2 separate regions of the Zea mays genome follow, and region 1 is linked to region 2. Evidence: chromatin contacts called from public Hi-C data. All regions are on one chromosome and are shown on one strand. The core of a region is the stretch at or near the end of the contact, and the rest is flanking DNA. Distances in the headings are between cores, read along the strand shown.

Region 1 (7,524 bases), core at 4,416-6,915, 500 kb before region 2:
GGTATGGACGTAAATGTTATTACATTTTTTTCCGATTGTACTATTGTCGGCGACGATGAACTTGTCGTTGCTCAGTTCGACTTTGGTCCTAAAGAGGCCGCCTTCACTAAACCAAAAGAATCGGTAAATCATTTAAAGCCGCTCTTGGTGTGCGGTCACATTGATGGGATACCGATTGCTAAAATGTTGGTAGACGGGGAGGGGGGGTGTAAATCTAATGCCTTATTCATTGTATAGAAATTTAGGTAAACATGATGACGAACTTGTCAAGACCAACGACCAACATGGCTCTCAGCGGCGTTGGAACTGATAGTTCGATCAAAGCCAAGGGAGTCACGCCCATTGAATTAACCATCGGGACTAAGACCCTTGCTGCTGCATTCTTCGTTGTTTATGTAGAAGGAAATTACAGTCTAATCCTAGGCAGAGATTGGATCCATGCTAATCAATGCGTACATTCTATATTACATCAAATGTTGCTGGGTAGGCGACGATATAGAACAAGTGCATGCTAATGCATCGACCTGTATCGCTGTGGCTGATGCCCCTGTACTTTAGACCTATGAGACTGCTACGTGTCTCGCAGGAGTATATTTTTCTGATTATCAGTTCATAAGTATAGATAAAAAGGGTTTCATTCCTATAATGCTAGAGCCGATGGAGAATCAGCTAAATCCTAAATAAAGTTTAAATGATGAGTACACACAGAATGAATGAGTCCCTGGTCGCGGACGGTCTGACCTCTGAGACCAGACGGTCCGGTCTATCGCAGAACGGTTCGGCTTTCAAGGCCGAGCAGTCACCACAACATAAAACCAGTGTCGCAGACGATCCAACTCTCGAGACCGGACGATCCACCGTCACACAGAGATCATCTAATTCCCCCGTGGGAGACATAATAGAGGAATTCAGAGATCTCGATAAATTAGGACAGGGGTTTACATCGGCCGATCCTTTGGAGGAGATCGATATAGGGGATGGTAAAACTTCAAGACCGACTTTTGTGAACAAGACCCTGGAGATCGATCCTAGAGATGAAATGATGGGTCTATTGAAAGAATATTCTGATTGCTTTGCTTGGAACTATACTGAGATGCCAGGATTAAGCCGTGAGATAGTAGAGCATCGGCTGCCCATTAAGTCCGGTTTCAGACCTTTCAAGCAGAAAGCTAGAACATTTTGTCCAGACCTACTCCCACAAATAAAGGACAAAATTCACCAGCTACTAGAAGCTAATTTTATTAGACCTTGCAGATACGCAGTGTGGGTCTCCAATATTGCGCCGGTGGAGAAGAAAGAATCAGGTAAGCTTAGAGTATGCATTGATTTTCGCAATTTGAATAGAGCAACTCCTAAAGATGAATATCCCATGCCCATAGCCGACATGTTAATCAATAATGCGTCAGGAAATAGAATTATTAGCTTTCTTGATGGTAATGCCGGATATAATCAGATTTTCATGGCCGAAGAAGATGCGTCTAAAACAACCTTTATATGTCTAGGCTTCATTGGTTTTTTTGAGTGGGTTGTCATGACATTTGGTCTGAAAAATTCTGGTGCTACTTATCAGAGGGCTATGAATTTGATCTTTCACGAACTGTTGGGAAACACTGTGGAAGTCTACATTGATGATATTGTAGTCAAATCGGCTGAGTTTAGTTCTCATATAGCCGATTTGTGCAAAGCCTTTGATAAAATGCGTCGATATGGTCTGAAAATGAATCCACGTAAATGTGCTTTTGGAGTATCAGCTGGTAAGTTCTTAGGATTCATCATTCATGAACATGGTATAGAGATAGACCCTAACCGAATTAAATCCATTCGGAATGTGGGACCTTCGACCTGTAAGCTTGAAGTGCAGAAGTTCCTCGGCAAGGTAAATTATTTACGGAGGTTTTCTAACCTAGCCGGGAAAATTGATGCCTTCACTCCTATCCTTCGGCTTAAAAATGATGCCGAATTCACCTGGGGGCAGAACAACAAGAAGCGTTTGATCTCATTAGAAAGTATTTGTCTTCGGCTCCCGTGTTAAAAGCGCCACAGGCAGGAGTACCGTTCAGATTATACATTACAGCTAAAGATAAAGTTATTGGAGCTATTCTGACGCAAGAGACCAAAGGAAAGGAGCATGTGGTAGCCTACCTAAGTCAGAGGCTGGTGGATGCTGAAACGAGGTACACTTTCATCGAGAAGTTATGCTTATGCTTGTTTTATGCATGCACCAAGTGTAGATGTTATTTGTTGTCTACTCATTGCATCGTTTCCGGTCAAACCAATGTGATCAAATACATGTTCCAAAACCCGATTATGAGTGGTAGAATTGGTAAATGGGCTTATACACTTATAGAATATGACTTGACCTATGAACCATTGAAATCTATGAAAGGCCAGGTCGTAGCAGATTTTATTGTAGAATATCGGATCAATGATACTCAAACTAGACATATCATACCTCACTGTTACTCTCTGGACTTTATATTTTGTTGGATCAGTTTGCACTGAAGGACAAGAAATTGGCATCGTGCTTGTTTCACCAAGTAATGTCTCTTTCGACCTCTAGCCGACTGAAAAGTGAAAACTCATTGCACTAACAATCAAGCCGAATATGAGGCCCTTTTGTTTGGCTTGGAACTTTTAAATTTTATGAGAGTAAAACATGTGAAGGCATTTGGTGATTCTCAGCTAGTTGTCCAACAGGTATTAGAAGAGTATCAATGTTTTGATGGTACTTTAAACAATTACCTTGAAGAATGTTGGGGGCATAATTCATTCTTTTGACGAATTCAACATTCGACACATCTCTAGAGTTGAGAATCACAGAACTAACAATTTGGCACAAGATGCATCAGGTTATCGGATAAAACGAGGGAAATTTCACAACACCTAAAATCTGATAACCAGTACAGGGCCAATTCCCCAAGTCGCATACCGTCCAGGTGAGGGTTCCGGTCCGTTCGAGGCTGCCAGGAAGGTTCTCCTGATTGATTCGGCTGGTAATGAAGCTGATGCAAGCGATTGGAGGACACCCATAATTATCTACAAAATCCCAGTGTTAGGACGGATAGGAACGTTCGGCGTACAACTTTTAAGTATATTTTAATAAGTGATGAACTCTACCGCCGAACAGGCAACGATGTCCTACTTAAATGCTTGGGCCCAGGTGATGCTATATTAGACATGGCCGAAGTACATGAAGGGATTTATGGTACCCATCAATCGGCTTCAAAGATGAAGTTGTTATTGCGAAGGTCTGGCTTCTATTGGCCTAACATGGTAGCTGATTGTTTCAAGTACTACAAAGGATGCCAAGTATGTCAAAACATCGACGACTTACAGTTGGTCCCTGCAGCCGAATTACATCCTATCATTAAGCCTTGGCCTTTCAAGGATGGGGATTGGACTTTATAGGAGAGATTCATCCTTCATCATCAAAAGGGCATCAGTTCGTGTTAGTTGCCACTGACTACTTTACCAAATGGACTGAAGCCGTTGCTCTAAAGAACATGACACACATAGAGGTAATTGAGTTCATAACTGAGCATATTATTCATAGATTCGGCATTCCCCAGACTTTGACTATAGACCAGGGGGCTTATTTTATGTCAAAGGAGGTACGTGAGTTTGCTGAATTTATAGAATTAAGTTACTCAATTCATCTTCGTATTATGGCCAGGGCAATGGACAGGCCGAGTCTAGTAATAGGACATTGATTAGCCTGATAAAAAAAGAAGATATCTGATAATCCTAAGTAGTTGCATAAACTTTGTCCGAAGCTTTATGAGCTCATAGAATATCTAAACACAGTGCTACTAAAGTATCTCCGTTTGAGCTTGTCTATGGGCAGGAAGCAGTGTTACCTGCAGAGATAAGTTTAAATGTTGTCAGGTTCGCCAAGCAAAATGATCTGACTGTCGGTGATTATTATAATTCAATGATGGACAATATTGATGAAGTGACCGACAAGAGAGTGACGCCCTTAGGAGAAATAGAAAAGGACAAGGTCATGGTCGCCAAAGCTTACAACAAGAAGGTCAAGGCTAAATCGTTCCAGGTAAGGGACCTGGTATGGAAGACTATCTTGCCTCTAAGGAGCAAAGACCGGAAGTTTGGGAAGTGGTCGCCAAGCTGGAAAGGCCCTTACAGAGTCACACAGGTGATGTCCGGTAACGCCTACTAATTGCAAATATTACAAGGCAAAGATTTGCCTAAGGCGTTAAACGGGCGTTTCCTCAAGCAGTACCATCCTAATATGTGGCAAGAAGTCTAAGAAAACCGATGTGATCACATCGAGTTAGTTGCTTTTGGTTCGCTCAGCTCCGCCAAAGGGCAGGGGGCATATGTTGGAGAGCAAAAATGACCGTGCGGACGGTCCGCGCGCGCAGAGTCAGTTAGGGTTCCGAGTTTCTTGCTACAGTTATTGGCTAGATTCGCGGAATTGACTCGAGAAATTTGTTTGTAATGGGTCCAGCCCCCTCCTCTATAAATACAGAGGAATACGGCTGATTAATCATCAACAATCAAATCAATAATCAGTTTATCTCTCGTTTTTACCTTAGGCATTAGGAGTAGTTCTAGTTTAGTTCTAGTTTAGCCTCTCAATCCCCAAATTCTTCGCTTCTCTTCGGCTCTACGTCGATTAGAGGTGTCTAGGTCAGCCTGCTGACCCTAGATAACACATAGAATCTCTCCTCCCCGACGGGGTCCCTCCCGGGAGCGAGATTCAGGCGCCGTCGACGAACTCGGCCGCACCTGCGCACGCGCGGATCGTCCGGCCTATAGGCTCGGACCGTCCGGCCCGTCAGGCAGGGAACCCTAGCCCTGCTCCAGTTCGCGGACCGTCCGGTCCCTAGCCACGGACCGTCCACGCCTGTGCAGAGCACCGCCGCCGGTTCTCAATGCAGTGATTAGCGCCCGGATCGGCGCCAACACATTCGATCCTTGAAGTCCTCTACACGTCTTGCCATGAAGTATAGAGCTTGTATGGATGAATCCGAATGATACTTGTTGGGATATTAAGTTTTTGGTCTTTTTTATTATGAATAATTAGGATATAAAATATGTCATGCAAACCTATGTTTTTGTTTTTAGCATTAAGGTTGTTGTTTTTGTTTTTAGCATTAAGCTTGTTAAAATTCATAACAGGTGAACCTTAAATTTGTTCTATAATTTGTCAAATGAAAAATACAAAATTCGGATACGGATACAGATTTGAATTCGGATGATTTTTTACTTTTTATACAGGGAGCAAATAATGCACAAAAGCTTTATTTTTATTTTTTATAATGTGCTTAACAACATAACTAAAAATTATAATAAATTCTTTATAATATATATTTAAAATAATAAATTTGTCCCACATTTTCGATGTTTAGGATAAATACCCGCCCACAAAGGAACGGAGTGGGAGTAAAACTTCGTTCGAGAAAAAGACGGAACGGAACAGGATTTATCGCCGCGTACTCCGACGTCCCAATCTATGGCAGGCCACCTGTGAACCGACCCACGCGCAGGCATAGCAGCAGGAAAAGGAGGCACGCAGACGCGGAGAGAGAGAGAGAGACGCCCGCGCTGCTGCCGCCGTCTCAATCTCAACGTCCCACGGCCAGTAGTGAGGAGCAGATCCTAAATCACCATCCATCGCTGAACCGAAAGCAAACCCCACCACAACAACACCACCGCTCGCCTGCTCTCACCGACCAGCGCCGCGCCACTCCTCCGCCGGATCTCCAGCATGCAGCCCTCCTCCTCGTCCTCCTCCGCTCACCCGCCCGACCATCCCAACTCCAAGCCCCCGGCCCCGCCGGCCCCCGCCATGGGCTACCCCGCCCCCAACGGGAACCCCAGCGCCTACTTCGCCGCCGCGCCGCCCGCCGCCGCCGCCGCCAACGGCTCCGCTCCGGCGACCTTCGGCGTCGCGTACCCCTACCCCGCCCCTCCTCACCACCATCACCCGCCGCCGCACCACCACTACCCGTATCCCCCGCCCCCGCCGACGCACCACCACTACGCGGCCCACCCGCCGCCGCCGCCCACCTGCCTGCGCCGCCTCCTCGCCGCCGTCGTTGGCGCCTTCCTTCTCCTCGGCGCCGCCACCTTCATAGTCTGGCTCCTCCTCCGCCCGCGCGCCCCGGCCTTCTCCCTCACCTCCCTGGCCCTCTCCCGCGTCGCTTACTCCCCCGCCAACTCCTCACTCTCCGCCTCCTTCGACGCTGCCCTCCTCGCCGCCAACCCCAACGCCAAGCTCTCCGTCGCCTACTTCTCACCCCTCGCATCCGTCTCCTTCGCGCCCTCCTCCCCGCTCGCCGTCGCCTCGCTCGCGCCCTTCGGCCAGGGCCCCGGCAACACCACCACGATCGCCTTCCGCCTCGTCGTAGAGGATGCCTACGTCGGGCCCGACGACGCCGCAGCGCTCAAGACCGGCGCCGGGGGCGCTGTCGACGTCGAGGTCAGGCTCATGGCCGTCGCCGTCTTCGACAGAGGTGGCTGGCGCACGCGCCGGAGGGTCATGAGGGTTATGTGCGATGGCGTCAAGGTGGTTTTCCGCGGGAAGAATTCCACTGAGGCGGCCTTCGATGGGCCGCCAAGAAGGTGCGATGTCGTGTTGTGAAGGTTAGTAGTCATGGTGATTTTACACTCCGATCATGCATTTCTATTTTTCTATCGATGCCTTAATCTTACTTCGCATTCCAGGACAGTGTAGTTTTTGTGTGGACCCTGTGTGTTATGTCTGATCCTAATGAGGCGTGCAAAATACATAGCCTTCGATTGTATTATATTTAGATGTCCTTGTTCTTGTGCACAACCTCTTCGTTTTCCTGAAACCAGATAGGAAACGATAATGTGGGATTGTCAATGGCGGTGCCATGTTGCAGTCAAATGACAAAGGCAGTGTCATTGGTGCTATAAACAAAAAAAGTAGTATAAAAGCCAAATATGTTTGACTAACCCTGTGGGTTCACTAGTTTTGTATGCTAAGCAACAGAAAGTGTGGTAAACCTAGTTTTATTAAATGTGAATGTTTTTTTTTTAATTTTGTGGAATCGTTTCATGCCATGCAGTCAAATAAAAGCAAAAGACCACACAACGCCAGGTCAGCAACAGGCTCATACCAATACGCCAAGTCGCCAAGTGCCTAGTTGTGAGTAGGCATTTGGCAGTTTGGCTCGTAGCACCTAGGTAGAGTGAATCTTGAAGTGGTGCCTGATTCACTTATGTACCAACTTTGTTTGCCAACTCATTATTATCTTTCTTTTTCTTATTTGCAAAGCATGCAGTGAACCATCAAAACTGTATTGGATATTGGCTGATGGAAGTTTTCTGTTACATAAAAAGTGTTGCCTCCGTTTTGGTTTCAAGTCGCTAGCATTTGTCTTCCATTCATGACCTTGTTTGTTCAATTGGATTTGAGCAAAGTGGAAATGTTTTCTTTTGTGAATCAATGTTGGTGATGTGTTGGTTTCAAGTGTCAACAGAAGTATGAGACTATGAGTACAATACTGTGAATAGAGAAAAATATATCAAATG
Region 2 (6,666 bases), core at 424-2,923:
TTTTTAGTGCTAATCGTTTTGACAGCAGTTAATGACTTGGGAGATTCCTCACTCTTGCTGTTAGCTAATGATATGCTAATGCTGCCCAGTGTGCTGCTAACTGTTGTTATAGGCTACGGAATCGTCATCGGTGTGGCCAAACGAAGGCATGGTGCAGAAGATCGCGAGCAAGAGCGCCCTGGGCTGCCTGTCGCGCATGCTGGCGGACTCCATCCACGCGGACGTGACCATCAACACGACGGACGGGGTGCTGAAGGCGCACAAGGCGGTGCTGGCGGCGTGCTCCCCCGTGTTCAAGAGCATGTTCGTGCACGACCTGAGGGAGAAGGAGTCGTCGACGGTGGACATCGGCGACATGTGCGTGGAGTCGTGCTCGGCGCTGCTGGGCTTCGTGTACGGGACGATCGAGCAGGGACAGTTCTGGAAGCACCGGCTGCCGCTGCTGGCGGCGGCGGACAAGTACGGGATCGGCGACATCAAGGACTGCTGCGAGGAGAGCCTGCTGGAGGACATAGGCTCGGGCAACGTGCTGGAGCGGCTCCACGTGGCGTGGCTGTACCGGCTGGAGCGGCTGAAGAAAGGGTGCCTCACCTACCTGTTCGTGTTCGGGAAGATCTATGACGTGAGGGACGAGATGCACGGCTTCTTCCACCACGCGGACCGCGAGCTCATGCACGACATGTTCCAGGAGGTGCTCAGCGTGTGGAAGCCCATGTGAATGGAAGTGTCCCTTTCCACGCGAGCTGTGTGTGTGTGTGTGTGTCGTGCTTGTTCAGTCAGCAGTGTGTGGAGAGCATGCTGGTTATGCATATTTGAAACGAAAAGGATGCTCAGAATTTGAATGGAAGCTAAATTATACATGATGAGACAGACAGTGAGGTAGTCAATCCAGATGTGTTCAAGTCTAATAGATCTTGTGTGGGTACGAATGGAAGCAGCCAACTTGGGCTTGAATGCTCCCTAGTTGGCTGAGAAATGTTGACATTGTTTGTTCTAGATGAGGGTTACCTGGCCTGGGAAATGTTGTAGCTAGGCTAGATGTTGAATTGGTAGCAAGGTATGTATGTATATTGAATTTGTCGTGTGTCATGGACAGTGGGCGTTTGCTGATGATGACAGGCAGCAGGAGAAGACGGAGTTGTGATTTGAATTGGCAATGGTAACAAATCCTACCAACACTAGCAACGACTTGTAGCCAACCAACCTCCCAACACGTTGTTGTTGGTCACTGATGACAAAAGATGGCTTTGGCTGGCACCCGTGCAGACGGAGAACAAAACATGCGACGTGCCGTGCTGTCCTTCCGCCTCCGGCTAGTTTTATGCGGCCGCCATGTTAAATCTCTCCTTCCTTTTGTTTTAAATCAGCGAGTTTTTTCGCCTTCCTTTTGTTTTAAATCTCTCCTGGGAAAAAGAAAATAAAAATATGGTTCCCAAATTAGCCCTTGATTAGTAAGGTCAATCAACGGATAGTTTTATGCGGCCGCCATGTTAATAACTGTTAGTAAATAGTGTATCTAAAGTTTTATTCTACTCTCTTTTATTTTTCATAGAACTCTCTTATATCTCTTTATTAAATTACATCTCATAAGAATGGTGTAGCTGTGCTGTTGCAATAAAAAAAAGGTTGTAGGCCGAGTCCTCTGTCCTCCTCAGTCCTCACCAAACCACCACGAGAGCGCTTCGCCGCTTCCTCCTGCTCGTCCTCCTCGGCCCTCGCCGTTGCCGTCCATCCCAATCAATCAATGGCGCCTGCCCGTCTCCTGCCACGGCTGCCGCTCTTCTGGGCCGCCCTGCTCTTGTTGCCGTTTGCGCACCCGGCAGCGGCGGCGCAGGTGGGCGACGCGTGCTCCTCCTCCTCCGGCGGCGGCTGCGGCTCCGGCCTGCACTGCAGCCCCTGCGGCGCCGGCGGGGGCAGCATCTGCACGCGCGCCAGCCCCGTGGACCCGGCCACCCACGGCACGGGCCTCCCCTTCAACAACTACTCGTGGCTCACCACCCACAACTCCTACGCCCTCGCCGGCGCCGCCTCCGCCACCGGCTCCGCGCTCATCACCGAGACCAACCAGGAGGACGCCGTCACCGCGCAGCTCAAGGTAACCCAACCAGTTCCCGTTTCATCCATTCATTTGCCGCCCGGCCTCTCCACTGCTGAGGCCAGCTCAGGTCGTCTAACCGCTTCCGCCTTCCGCTCCGACGCCGGCGCCGCTGGGAATGGAAACTGCATCGAGCTCACTTGTTCTTCTTATCTCTCTTTTTAACTACCACATAGATAGCATCACCTTCTGTATCGTCTTCACTACAACACATGTCCAGCAAAATCTAGGAGTACCAAACCAAACAAAAAAAAACATAGGTGAAGAAAAGCCTGCGCCGTTCTCTTCCAGATCGAACTCAGGCTCTTCCTAACAGTCAAGGAAAAACTGGACCTTTCTGCTCTGCTTCCGTTGGACTGCTCATGGAATGGAACATAGTAGGACATTCCATCCCCACTCCACCCCGTGACCAAAAGCACGCACAGCACACTGTTTCCACCTTTTGCCTTCAATTTGTCTATCGGACGGAGGAATATTACCATCGCAAGTCCACAGCACACAAAAGTAACTCCATGCTTTGGTTCAATTCATCAGCACATACACGCCCAAGCCCCCTTTTTTCCACAGCTAGAATCATGGCAGATGTCTTCCCCACGGACCTGTGCCACCAACCGATAGCTAAAGTTTCACTCTGAAAAAAAAGGCATGAACATCTAGCACAGATTGACAGTGTTACTGCACAATAATGTGCATGTGCCTAGCTATTCCACCAGTTACTTTATGCAGACTGATTAGCGCCTTTTGTTTATCCGCATTCATATGGTTGTACCTCTCTGCCCATGGCCACTATTATGCCACCATGGATTGTTGTAGGAAAGAACGAATCATGTGCCCCCATGCGGGCTGGTACTTATTCCTCTTTAATTTAAACAAGCTCTACCTAACTCATGAAACATGGGTGGCACTCGCTGTATTCTTCAGTAGAGAAAGCGTATGGGTTGTTGGTTTGATTGCTTCAAGTTGTTAAGCACAGAGATCTTGTCCAGTTCAGGCATCGGTTGCTTCCTTCTTAAGAAAATGAAGGGGCCACACTTATCTCACCTGCCATGTCATACACACTGCCCCTTTTTATCTTTCCAAATGGTGTCATCTGGAACTTGAGCTCAAATTGACTCCAATGTTCAGTTGGTGGTCAACAGATGAGTTGGTTTGTTGCTCACCACTACTATCGTTTCGTGCTCATCTGCCAGAGTTTTGCCTAACCAAACCGTTTGTTGTGCATAAGATGCTAACCATGGGACCTGTACCTGGTTATGTGCAGAACGGTGTTAGGGGCCTGATGCTCGACACGTACGACTTCGACAACGATGTCTGGTTGTGCCACTCGTTCCAAGGAAAATGCTACAACTTCACTGCCTTCGTAAGATTGTCAGCTATACATACATCTCTCCACTCTCCTGAAAAAAAAAAGAAGTTCACTTGAGGTGTAACTCTAATCTTGAGTTTTTTTTTCCTACCCTGTTATCCACTCAGCAACCTGCCATCAATGTGTTCAAAGAGATCCAGACATTCCTCGACGCGAACCCGTCGCAAGTGGTCACGATCTTCCTAGAAGACTACACCGCGGTAGGGTCCTTGCCGAGAGTGTTCAACGCCTCCGGCCTCACGAAGTACTGGTTCCCGGTGGCAAAGATGCCGAAGAGCGGCGGCGACTGGCCTCTGCTCAAGGACATGATCAGCCAGAACCAGCGCCTGCTAGTCTTCACCTCAAAGAGAGCCAAGGAGGCGAGCGAGGGGATCGCGTATGAGTGGAACTACGTCGTGGAGAACCAATGTATGTAGGTTTGTGTACATGATTTTTTAGTTCCCTTTTCCTTGACGCTCTTGCTGATCAGGTTTTCTTTGTCCACCACACAGACGGAGATGAGGGCATGGTAGCAGGCAAATGCCCCAACCGCGCAGAGTCTCCGGCCATGGATTCCAAAGGCCAGTCGCTTGTCCTGATGAACTTCTTCACGACTAACCCGAGCCAGACCGGTGCCTGCGGGAACAATTCGGCGCCACTCGACAGCATGCTGAAGACGTGCCATGACGCTTCAGGCAACCGGTGGCCGAACTACATCGCTGTTGATTTTTACATGGTACGCGAAGATCATGTAGTAGCTTTGTTGAGAAGTCTGAAACTGTTTTGTCAGGGCCAGGCTTCATTCTGCCATTGTTAAGGATCATGTAGTAGCTTTGTTAAGAAGTCTGACATCTTATAAATCTTAATGACGCAGAGAAGTGACGGTGGAGGAGCTCCCTTGGCTACGGACATTGCGAACGGTCATATGGTGTGCGGATGCGACAACATCGCGTATTGCAAGGTATAGCTCTGTCTGAATTCATTTCATTTCATTTCTCTGAACAGCAACATGATGTCACACAAATTCGACGTTATTTGCTTACTCTGGTGGCAAATGAGGAGCAGGCGAATTCGACATTCGGGACCTGCGTGATACCCCCACCGCCGCCGCCGTCACCGCCCAAGGCATCCACCCCCGGCAGCAGAGGCTCAACAGCAGGCGGCGATGCTAGCGCTGGAACGATGGCCCTGTCCTCGCAATGGAGCTTCTTGCTGGGACTGGCTTCTCTGCTTCTTTTGTCGCGCTCGTGAGAGCCGAGCGGCATTGGTGACTGGTTTTGCTGCTCTTGCTACATGCTCTGCGAGCTGATAGGAGCATCGTCCCATGAGATGAGCTGAGGCTGAGCTGAACTGAGCTGTATATTTGGGTTTACTGCGCAACGTAGTTAGTTGGATACGGGAATCAGTTAAATTCATCATTCATTTTTATTGATTGGCGTCGTTATCGTGAATGTTCTAATAAGTTCCTTAAAAAAATGTCTCATGGCCCTACTGTCAGTGACGTAGCCATGTGAACCGGGAGAGAGAAATTACAGCGTGTTTATCTTGTTCGAAGTGCTTTCAGGTCCGGACTATCGATTTTTTTTTTCTATTGTCTCCTTTAGCTCGGCATCGCTGCAGTGCATAGGCTTATCTCAGAACCACGGCAGTTTTAGCTCGGTATACCCAAAAGCATGAAATTGTTACTAAGTGTTTTTGAAGAACTTTCAGTCTAAAGATAAATTTCCATAAAAACAAAATTATTTGCTATGGAGCCGCAAAAGATTTTAAAAATCAGTATGCTGAACTCTTTGGATGCAATTTTAAATATTTGGGTATACCGATGCATCATAGGAAACTCCGAAATAGTGAATAGAGGGTCATAGAAGAAAGGTTCGAGAAAAAATTAGCCTCCTGAAAAGCAAAACACCTTTCTTATGGAGGTAGATTAGTCCTTTTAAATTCGGTGCTTAGCAGTCTTCCCATGTTTATGATGTCTGTTTTTGAGATCCCTAAAGAGATTTTAAAAAAACTAGATCGATATAGATCTAGATTTTTTTTGGCAAGAAAACAAAGATAAGGAAAAAATATATACTTTCTAAATGAAACATTTTTTGTCGACCCAAAGACCAAGGAGGTCTAAGAATTGCAGATTTGGCAATAAAAATATAAGTTTGTTAAGCAAATGAATCTTCATCTTGCTTAACGGAGATGGGCCATGGCAATATTTGCTTAGAAATAAATATCTAACCACTAAAACCCTCTCTCAGGCGAAACCAAATGATTCTCACTTTTGGAATGGTCTTTTAAAAGTTAAGAAAAAAGTTCTTGATTGTGGCACATTAAATATTAAGGATGGTCGCAAATAAGGTTATGGGAAGATAAATGGTAGGCAGGCAGCCTTTCAAAGAACAATATCCATGTCCCTATAACATCACACACTATCCACATGAAACAGTTGTGAATGTTACGAGGACTATGCCACTACACATCTCTTTTCGAAGAGCCTTGGTAGGAATCAACCTAAACCAATGGTATAATTTAGTAGCCAAAATCGCACATATCGGTCTTATCAAATGAGAGAGACACTTTCTCATGGAACTTATGTCGCAACGGTCATTTATAGTCCGTTCGATGTATCTTTACCTAATGAACCACAACCCTCATTTTACTCACAAAATCATTTAGAGTTTGAAAGTCCCGCTAAAAATTAAGAATTTCCTTTGGTACCTTCAACATGAGGTGATCTTCACAAAGGATAATTTGACGAAACGTAATCGGAAAGATAGTCAAAAGTGTTGTTTCTATAATTGTAATGAAACAATTAAACACTTATTCTTTGGCTGTCACCACGCTAAAACGATTTAGAGGGTAGTTAATATAGCTACAGGTTTAACATCACCTATGTCGATTATTCACATGCTTGGAAACTGGCTTTCAGGAGTTACTACAGAGAAAAGAGTATTAATTTTGTTGGGGTGACTACCCTTTGCTAGGCTATTTGGTGATGTCGGAATGATTTAATTTTTGACAACGTCATATATACATCTTTTATGCAGGCTATTTTCAGAGGAACATATTGGTTGCGGTATAGTGTATTGCTGCAGCATGAGGACGTGACAAAGGAGAACACCCGTATCCTGGAGATTTTTGCTAGATATGGATGAAATATAATAATAGACTTTGTCCTTCGTAATATACTTTATTCCTAAGAGATCAGCCAAATAAATGAAACAATTTAATAATA

The links. A called contact is a pair of places that touch in the nucleus more often than the background predicts.
Region 1: a contact with region 2 is called in a Hi-C map of endosperm, with 1.7 times the contacts expected there. The contact joins the promoter of LOC100274830 here to the promoter of LOC100272437 in region 2. A contact is called at or near these places in 5 of 25 Hi-C or Micro-C datasets (bundle sheath, ear, endosperm and 2 more).

What each region holds. Positions count from the first base shown.
Region 1 is chr4:202,392,683-202,400,206 of Zm-B73-REFERENCE-NAM-5.0, reverse strand. It overlaps LOC100274830, which reads left to right and starts at 5,665. Exons shown (of 2, transcript NM_001149098.2): 1 at 5,665-6,609. The coding sequence starts at 5,732. The coding sequence ends at 6,607.
Region 2 is chr4:201,894,347-201,901,012 of Zm-B73-REFERENCE-NAM-5.0, reverse strand. It overlaps LOC100272437 (MAP3K-like protein kinase), which reads left to right and starts at 1,673. Exons shown (of 6, transcript NM_001146911.1): 1 at 1,673-2,095; 2 at 3,357-3,455; 3 at 3,569-3,869; 4 at 3,953-4,176; 5 at 4,315-4,401; 6 at 4,506-5,002. The coding sequence starts at 1,745. The coding sequence ends at 4,691. It overlaps LOC100217158, which reads left to right. Exons shown (of 4, transcript NM_001143523.1): 4 at 113-1,148. The coding sequence ends at 718.